Regions from separate parts of the Mus musculus genome. Here regions 1 and 2 are each linked to region 3. The links are chromatin contacts, called in public Hi-C and promoter capture Hi-C maps. All regions are on one chromosome and are shown on one strand. The core of a region is the stretch at or near the end of the contact, and the rest is flanking DNA. Distances in the headings are between cores, read along the strand shown.

Region 1 (2,688 bases), core at 148-2,647, 43 kb before region 3:
AGGCCGGGACCGACCTAGGTACAAATTCTAATGGCTTCGCTGTATTCATTCCCCTGGGCATTGAGGAGGCTGGCTTCCGAGGTACAACCTACTGTTTTTCTCCTCTGTGTACCCCAAAGGCCACAGGGATGGCCTCTCTGAGCAAGGACACCAAGCTTCAGAGGAACTGCGGGCGGATGGTAAATCGTGTCACTGTAAGAAGCTACTTCCAGCCTTTGCAGAGGCTGCTCCCTCTATCTGGAGTGTCCTTTCTTCTTTTTCCCTTCCTCTGCACGTCTTCCTTCTTCCAGAACCCTCTCTGATTCCCAGGTCAAGGTCACGATCCAGTGGGACCACCGCTCTCCACATGTCTTCACTCCGGGAAGTGTTTATTGAATGAATGAGAGGACACTGAACTGTTTACTCAGACCGGGAGAGCAATGGATGTAATTACAAAGCCTCAGGCTGTTGCATACACTGTTCCATCTCTAGGGGACACTTAGGCTGATTCATCCCATACTTAGAGAGCCTTAGAGAGATGTATGCCTCCTCCAGGAAGGCCTTTCTGACTATTCTCAGCTCCTACCTGTACTTCTCTATCTGGTGGGCCTTGGTTGTCTGGGGCTCAGGTTTGTCTTCCTGGCATAAGCCAGGTTCCATTAATCTGTGGCCTTTGCCTCTAAACTTACAGCAAAACCAATTCTGAGACCTGGGTTTGAATCTAGACTCCCCCTTCTGCAGAACGTCCTTATAAACCCGTTTCTCACATGAGTGTCTTGGGGTGCTGGGAGGGGCGTAGGAAGGTGAAGTCCTGATGTTCCCAGCTGGCCACATGCTGGGTGACTGCGGGTGACCTCCTTCCTCTTTTGGGGACCCGTCTGGCTGGATGAATGGGTAGTAGAGGGTATATCAGTACACTCATCCTTCTGGGACATTCTGGGAGGCCGCACGGGGCTTCCCGAGGTGGGAGGGTAGGGCTAGGCAGAGGGAAGAGGTGTCTGCTGGGTTAGGGGAAATCCAGCCTTTCCCATCATAAACGAAGGATGGGGGAACAAACAAGGCAGCTCTGCGGGACAGGAGGGGAAGTCGGAGAGAAAACGAGGCTTCTTCACAGATGGGTGAAAAACCACAGCCCACTCGTCACCCACTTCCCTCCGGAGCCCCTGTGTCTCAGGGTCCAGAGGATGTGTGACTTACTCTATTCTCTGGTCCCCCTCACCTGCCTGTGTGCTTTGTCTGACAGTTGCTGGGCCCCAAAGCTTGACATGCCCCTACCTCTTTTCTCCCCTTCCGGTGAGGCCCATGTTCACAGGCAGCTGCAGGGGAGCTAGTGGCATCCAAGTTAGAGCTTGTCCATTCTCTGCCCGGAGCTCTCCACAGTGCCCACCTTCCTCAGGCAACTGGCTAACTGTCCTGACTCCCACCCCTGTTCCACTTCCTCTATATTCCTCTTGTTGTCTTTACTGGGTCATACTGGATGTGACACTCCCCACCCCCTACCCCCGTTTGCCTTCTAGCTGTGGCACGTGCGGCGCACAGGTCAGGGAACCACAGGCAGCTTCCAGGAATGGGACGAGAGGCAGAATTTCTTCTCCGGAGCCCCGAGAGGGCAGCTCAGGGAACATCTAGTTTTAGCTTTAGGGATCATAGCTTAAGCCACCAAATTTGTGGTTATATGTTACAGCAGCAGAGGAAACTCACGTACACTTTATTCTGTTTATTTCTGTTGTTGATATTATTATCGTTATTATTGATATTATTAGCGTGGCCACGCACACGTGAATGTGTGCTGCCTTACATAACAAAACACCCATGTGGAGGTCAGAGGAAAACTTCCAGGACTCAGTTCTTTTCTTCTTCAGGTTTGGTTCTAGAGACTGGACTCAGGTCCTTTGGCTTCTGCTATAAATACTTTTGTCAGCTGTGCCATTTTGCCAGCCCAGTTTTTAGTTTTTCCACTGCACTGAAGTGTTGGAGCTAGAACCCAGGGACTCATAATACTAGGCAGGGGCTCTTCCACTGAGCCACGCCCCCCAGCCCCTCACTGGGGGATTCTAGGCAGGGGCTCTACCACTGAGCCACGCCCCCAGTCTCGAATGCATATTTTGAATGTCCTTGCCTGGGAGGCTGCTTCTCATCTGTCTAAATTTCATACCCTTGTATTTCTTTGTTCACAGCTTTCAGGATATCACTTTAATGACTTGTCTACAGACTTTCCCAATTCTCTGCTTCCCATTTGGACTGCTGAGGCTGGAGATCCTGTTGCCCTCTTCAATACACACCCCTAAACTTTACCTGGCTCCTTTACAGACTGCATGGCCAACATGCAGGTTTCAGGTGTTCACTGACTCACGCACTCACTGACCCATTTTTCAAGCATCTGTTGAGCACCAGTTGTTTGCCTGGCACTGTCCTTGAAGGTGGGTGACACAGGTGGGGACAGTGTGTGCTTCTCACTCCCATGTGCTCTAACCCCTTAAAAAGACTGCACTTAGAGACAGAGCCCATAAGAGCATCATTAAGGTTAAGTGGGGTCATAAAAGAGGGTCTCTACTGGGAAGTGGCACACATCTTTAATTTCTGTACTCGGGAAGCAGAGGCAGGTTGATCTCTGAGTTAGAGGCCAGCCTGGATTACAAAGTGAGTTCCAGGACATCCTGGGCTACACAGAGAAACCCTGTCTAAATAAATAAATAAATAAATAAATAA
Region 2 (2,688 bases), core at 107-2,606, 33 kb after region 3:
ACTAAACATCACCTCAGTACATTCACCAGGCTGGTCTGGAACTCAGAGATCTGCTTGCCTCTGCCTCCTAAATTCTGCGATTAAGGGTGAGCACCATCACACTGGGCTTCAGGTACCACTTACATATGCAGAAATGGAGGCATAGAAGAATTTGCTAGGGGGATCACGCAGGCATAAGACGACAAGATACGGTGGGGTTTGAATCCGAGCCATTCAATAGTCACTCTGCTAGGCCCTATGTGAGACTCTCTCCTTTAGCCCAATACACAGTAGGCCCTCAACATTAGGGAATACAGTATCAGGCATTTCTGAATACTTGAGAAGTCTGATAATGACTTCAGAGTGAAGTTCTGGGAACCCAGGACCCGTCATGGTGACCCTAGGGTACCCCTGTACGGGGCTCCACCTGTCTCTGCCTCCCCTATTGGGGTTAAAGGCATGAGCCACCACCTCCCTGTTTTGGTTTGGTTTGGTTTGGTTTTTTGGTTCCAGTCACTCTGAGCTCACTCTGAGCGCCCAGCCTGACTTGCTGCTGGTCAACCACTGAAACAATGGGAATAGCACAGGGCTCCGAATTAGGTTGTGTGAGGACCAAGGGTCTATCCTCAGCACCCTGTGTGCTCAGGGGTAGACTCCTGTGCTACAATTCCCCAGTGAGGCTTCAGTCTCCAACTCAGCGAAAGGAAAATGAACTAATAAATCAACTCTGAGTCAGTCACGATTAACTTGCTGGAGAGAGTGTGGCCACTAGGGTTAAGGTTCCTGGCATGAGTCACCCAGACTTTTTCTCAGTGTACGAGTCATTTATTTTACAATAATAAAACATCTTTTGCGCGCGTGCGTGCGTGTGTGTGCGCGCGCGCGCGCGTGTGTGTGTGTGTGTGTGCGCGTGCGCAAGCGTGCGCGAAGTGGAGCAAATCCGGTTCTCATTCCCGAGTCTAGGCTACGTTGGAACTCAAGGCAACCCTCCTACCTCATCCTCCCCTGTACTCCGGTGGCCGGTGTGAGTCACCACGCCCTATTTTCTGGAATCTCTGCTCCAGAATCCAGACCTAGGACTTTGGGCCGGGAAGAAGGGATCGGGTGGCCTGGGAGGGCCTCTCGAGGTGCGCACAGGCCGGGGCGCGGGGCGCGGGGCGCGGGGCGCGGGGCGCGGGGCTACTTACCCGCTTTCCGGAGTGCATAGCAGAACAGCAGCAGCAGCCATGACAGCGGGGAGCGGGTGGCTCGGGCGAGTTGAGCCATGTGGTTCCGGTCCGATCCAGCTCTTTGTAGTCCAGTTAGTAACGGCCAAGCGCCTTATCTCTCCGAAACCCTGAAGTCAAGTGCTGGAATCTCAGCTAAGCGGGTGCCGCCTAGGGACGGCCCATTGAGGGCGGTCCCCTGCTGGGCAGGCGCACACAGCCAAGCACGTCTGCCGGGCTGGTTGATGAGTGAACGACCCTGACGATTAGTGTTCTGTAAACCTGTCATCCCAGCACCTGAGTCGGGTGGGGAGGATGGAGGCAAGAGGATCATCAGAATTGAAAGCGGGTTTAAGGCCAGCCTGGGCCACGTGAGATCATCCCGGATTTTTTTTTTAATTAAAAATAATGGGGGGCAGGGGGCTAGGCTTCAAATGTCTTTAATCACAGCACTTTGGAAGGCAGGCAGATCTGTGAGTTCTGTGTCAGCCGGGTCCACCGTAGACAAATCCAGCCTCGTCTGAGTTACACAGTGAAACTGTTTAAAAAAAGAAATAAGGTCTCATGAAGCACATTCTAGGTCAGTGGTTCTCAATCTTCCCAGTGCGCGATACTTTTTTTCTTTGTTTGTTTTTGTTTCTGTGTGTTTGTTTTCGAGACAGGGTTTTACTGTCCTGGAACTCACTTTGTAGACAAGGCTGGCCTCGAACTCAGAAATCAGCCTGCCTCTGCCTCCCAAGTGCTGGGATTAAAGGCGTGTGCCACCATGCCCGGATTCTTTAATACAGTTCTTCATGCTGTGGTGACCCCTAATCATAAAATCATTTTCATTGCTACTTATAACTGTAATTTTGCTACTGTTATGAATCATAATGTGAATATGGGACATGTAAATATCATAATGTAAATATGACATGTGGGATATCTGATATGGTTCCCCAAAGGGGTTGAAGCTCGCAGGTTGAGAACGATTGTTCTAGACTACCCTTGAACTCCTGATCTTCCTCCCAACACCTTGGAATGCAGCAATGCCGGGCCTGTGCTCCCCAACCTTCACCTCCTCCCCCCCCAGTTCCTGCTCTCGGTTAATTCTGAATGGGAATCTGAGGGGCAAGTCTTCTGGAAATCTCTGGAGTTTCTTGAGTCCTGTGGCATTTCCACACTGAGAGCCTGTAACCATTCTGTTCCTTCTCTGACCATGCTGTCATGACTGTGGGCTTCCCCTTCTCCCAGATCTCCCCATTGCTGTGGTATAAACTGGCAGGTCACTAAACCACCTCCCACACACACCCGAAAAGGGAAAAAGTTCTGTGCCCTTCTCTCTCCCTCCCTGTTTCTGCCCTGTGAATACAGCGTCTCTAGTCCTTTCCCATAACACACACACACACACACACACACACACACACACACACACACACACACACAGAGCTTGTTAGCTTCCTGAAGTGAAAGAAAACAAACGGTGGAAAAGTCGGATTCCTGGGGAAGCTGACACCAACCTTTA
Region 3 (2,688 bases), core at 129-2,628:
CTGGGATCATCTCGATGTGGAGGGCTGCCTGTGAGCCTTGGGGCAGCTCAAGGGCCAGGAACAAGGCTGTGGAAAAGTATGGAGGAGGCCTGAGGTCGAGTTTTGGGCAGAGGTAACAAAACCTTCCTCTTTACAGACTCTCAACCGCAGCAAAGACCATAAGGGCTGCACATTGGAAATGACAATGAGATTGATTAGTGATGTCTGCCCTGGGAGTAGGAATATAGGCACAGATGCCACAGATCTGCCACGCCAGTGGCAGAAGGGTTTTCTGTCCTGAGATGCTATGTGGTCTGTTCCTAAACACTTGGACCCTCTGAATTTACTTATTCAACCAATATTTAAAGGATGAATAAGTAAATACATTTCATCATAGACCAATTACATCATCTAGGTTTGTCTTCTCCTCCTCTTCCTATTCTTCCTCCTCATTCTTCAAGACAGGGTTTCTCTGTGTAGCTCTGGAACTCACTCTGTAGACCAGGCTGGCCTTAGAGATTCATTTTGCCTCTGTCTCCTGAGTGCTGGGATCAAAGTCATGTGCCACCATCTCCTGGTTTCTTCTCTTCCTTCTCCTTCTCCTCCTCCTCCTCTTCTTTCTCCTCTTCCTCCTCCTCCTCATGTGCCACCATCTCCTGGTTTCTTCTCCTTCTCCTCTCCCTCCTCTTCCTCTTCCTCCTCCTTCTTCCCCCCCCTCCCCCCTCCTCCTCCCTCCTCATTTTCCTTCTTCTTTTGAGTCAGGGTTGCCTGGAACTCATTATGCAGTCCAGCTCCAACTTGTGATCCTTCTGCCTCAGCCTCCAAAGTGCTGCCATTACAGATATACACCACTATGGCTGGCTTGTTCCTAGATTTTTGCTTTTTATTTGAAACAAGGTCTCATGTAGACCAGGCTAGCCTTGAACTGCCTATGTAGTTCAGGATGTCCTTCTACCTTACAAACTCTGCGAGTCTATGTGTGACTCACCAGTCCTGGCTCAGTCTCTATAGTCCCTTCCCTCCCTCCTTCGCTCACTCCCCAGAACCCCCTGGGAAAACAAACACTAATTCCTACCCTCATAGTCCTGACATTCTAGAAGATGCCATAGATGAAATAGGGATGGAGCTGTGATGTCACTACCCTGCCTCATCTTGTCCCTCAGCCCTCTGAGGCTGTTTCCTCCTTACCTGAGAACAGGAGGCCCTTTGAGAAGCAGCCCGGTGGGGTCCAGGTCTCCATCTTGCTTCCTGTAGAGATGGCAAGGGCACTGAGAGCCACAGGCTGGGGTCTTGCTCTCTTAAGAGTGAAGTTCAGTGGGGCATCCAGCGGGTGCCACGGGACCCAGCCAGGCTTGGAGGCTGCCGAGCCCTATCATCCCCTTCCACTGTCTCCCAGCCTTTCAGGGCTCCACCCATGCCCTGAGATGAAGCGTGCACACTGGTTGGACCAGTCTTCCCGGACCTCCTCCCCAGCACCTCCATTTTCTTCCCACCCAGCGTGGCTGGCCAAGGGGAACCAGTGAGGCAGCCTCTGTTTGAGCAACACCCCCCCCCCCCACCGCACCCTACTACCTCCCCTAGAAACAGAAGTTCAGGGAAGTGTGAAAGTCACTGAGTAGCAGAGGGTTTTTTGTTTTTGTTTTAAAATCTGGGGCAAGTTCACTCTAAAGAACTTAACATTTTCTTTTCTTTTCTTTCTTTCTTTTTTTCTTCTTCTTTTTTTTTTTTTTTAAAAAAAAGAGACAGGGTTTCTCTTTATAGCTCTGGCTGTCCTGGAGCTCACTTTGTAGACCAGGCTGGCCTCGAACTCAGAAATCCGCCTGCCTCTGCCTCCCGAGTGCTGGGATTAAAGGCGTGCGCCACCACGCCTGGCTAACATTTTCTTTTAACATGGAGGGCGGTGCTTCTCGCCACCATGGGTCTCAGGAATCTAACTCAGGTTACCAGGCTTGGCGGCAACCCCTTCATTCTCTGAAACGTGCTTTGTTTGTTTGTTTGTTTGTTTCTAAGTATTCATCTACTAAATCCCGTGACCCTTGCCCAGCTTGTGACCCGATGGGGCTTAAGAAGTGCTCTCCTGGGGGCTGATGAGATGGCTCAGTGGTTAAGAGTGCCTACTGCTCTTCCATAGGTCCTGAGTTCAAATCTCAGCAACCACATGGTGGCTCACAACTATCCTAACGAAATCTGATGCCCTCTTCTGGAGTGTCTGAAGACAGCTACAGTGTACTTACATATAATAAATAAATAAATCAAAAAAGAAAAGAGAAGTGCTCTCCTTTCCTTCAGCCCTCTGTGTATCACAGCCCCCTTTCAGACCCACCCCCAGACAAGGCTGTGATCAGAGGACAGTTGAAAATCAACGGAGACTAGGAGAGCCGCTGACTAACCTAAGGGGAAGGGAGGGCTCCCTGGAGGAAGGGACCTATTGTGAGAGAGTTGGAATCAGGCCTGTGCCCCAGGCTTCCCAGCTCATGCAAAGGAAGGAGGTGGGAGTGGGGCTAAACACCCAAGTGCATCATGGAAACTGTGAAATCTGGGTCACTGAGGCACTGGGAAAGCCTGTAATATTTCCAGACTCATTCCAGAAGGTTCTATTGGAAAGAGACCATCTACTGACCAGAGGAGGCTGGCGCTGGGCAGTTTCTGGTCCAGCAGGAAAGGAGCACCTACAGTTGGGGGTGGAGGGCAGTGTGCTTGCCTGTCTCT

The links. Promoter capture Hi-C pulls out the DNA fragments that hold promoters and counts their contacts. A called contact is a pair of places that touch in the nucleus more often than the background predicts.
Region 1: a contact with region 3 is called in a Hi-C map of bone marrow, with 2.0 times the contacts expected there. The contact joins the enhancer-like site here to the promoter of Ceacam19 in region 3. A contact is called at or near these places in 17 of 39 promoter capture datasets (the 3T3-L1 cell line, the C10 cell line, the HPC-7 cell line and 10 more), 4 of 15 datasets of contacts at CTCF or cohesin (CD8 T cells, the G1E-ER4 cell line and embryonic stem cells), 30 of 484 Hi-C or Micro-C datasets (B cells, the Ba/F3 cell line, CD4 T cells and 21 more), 11 of 115 datasets of contacts at active chromatin or transcription factors (the 230-238 cell line, CD8 T cells, the HPC-7 cell line and 7 more) and 3 of 9 other capture datasets (adipose tissue, liver and pancreatic islet).
Region 2: a promoter capture Hi-C map of macrophages shows a contact between it and region 3, with 7 read pairs. The contact joins the promoter of Pvr here to the promoter of Ceacam19 in region 3. A contact is called at or near these places in 13 of 39 promoter capture datasets (the 3T3-L1 cell line, 3T3-L1-derived adipocytes, the C10 cell line and 9 more), 2 of 15 datasets of contacts at CTCF or cohesin (the NIH/3T3 cell line and embryonic stem cells), 8 of 484 Hi-C or Micro-C datasets (CD4 T cells, Sertoli cells, embryonic stem cells and 4 more), 8 of 115 datasets of contacts at active chromatin or transcription factors (CD8 T cells, bone marrow-derived macrophages, embryonic stem cells and 4 more) and 3 of 9 other capture datasets (adipose tissue, liver and pancreatic islet).

Annotation. Positions count from the first base shown.
Region 1 is chr7:19,843,849-19,846,536 of GRCm38.p6, forward strand. Gm34891 (a long non-coding RNA gene) reads left to right here. Exons shown (of 3, transcript XR_881881.3): 2 at 2,157-2,399. Among named protein-coding and RNA genes, the nearest start is that of Gm19345, 6.8 kb to the right of the region's middle. Within about 2 kb of position 1,398, at least 100 of the 459 cell types and tissues checked have an H3K27ac peak or open chromatin away from gene starts, as enhancers often do. A contact at or near this core is called in the 230-238 cell line, B cells, CD8 T cells and 15 more, where this site is marked.
Region 2 is chr7:19,919,787-19,922,474 of GRCm38.p6, forward strand. It overlaps Pvr (poliovirus receptor), which reads right to left and starts at 1,357. Exons shown (of 8, transcript NM_027514.2): 1 at 1,167-1,357. The coding sequence starts at 1,245.
Region 3 is chr7:19,886,587-19,889,274 of GRCm38.p6, forward strand. It overlaps Ceacam19 (carcinoembryonic antigen-related cell adhesion molecule 19), which reads right to left and starts at 1,379. Exons shown (of 7, transcript NM_177036.5): 1 at 1,168-1,379; 2 at 1-66. The coding sequence starts at 1,219.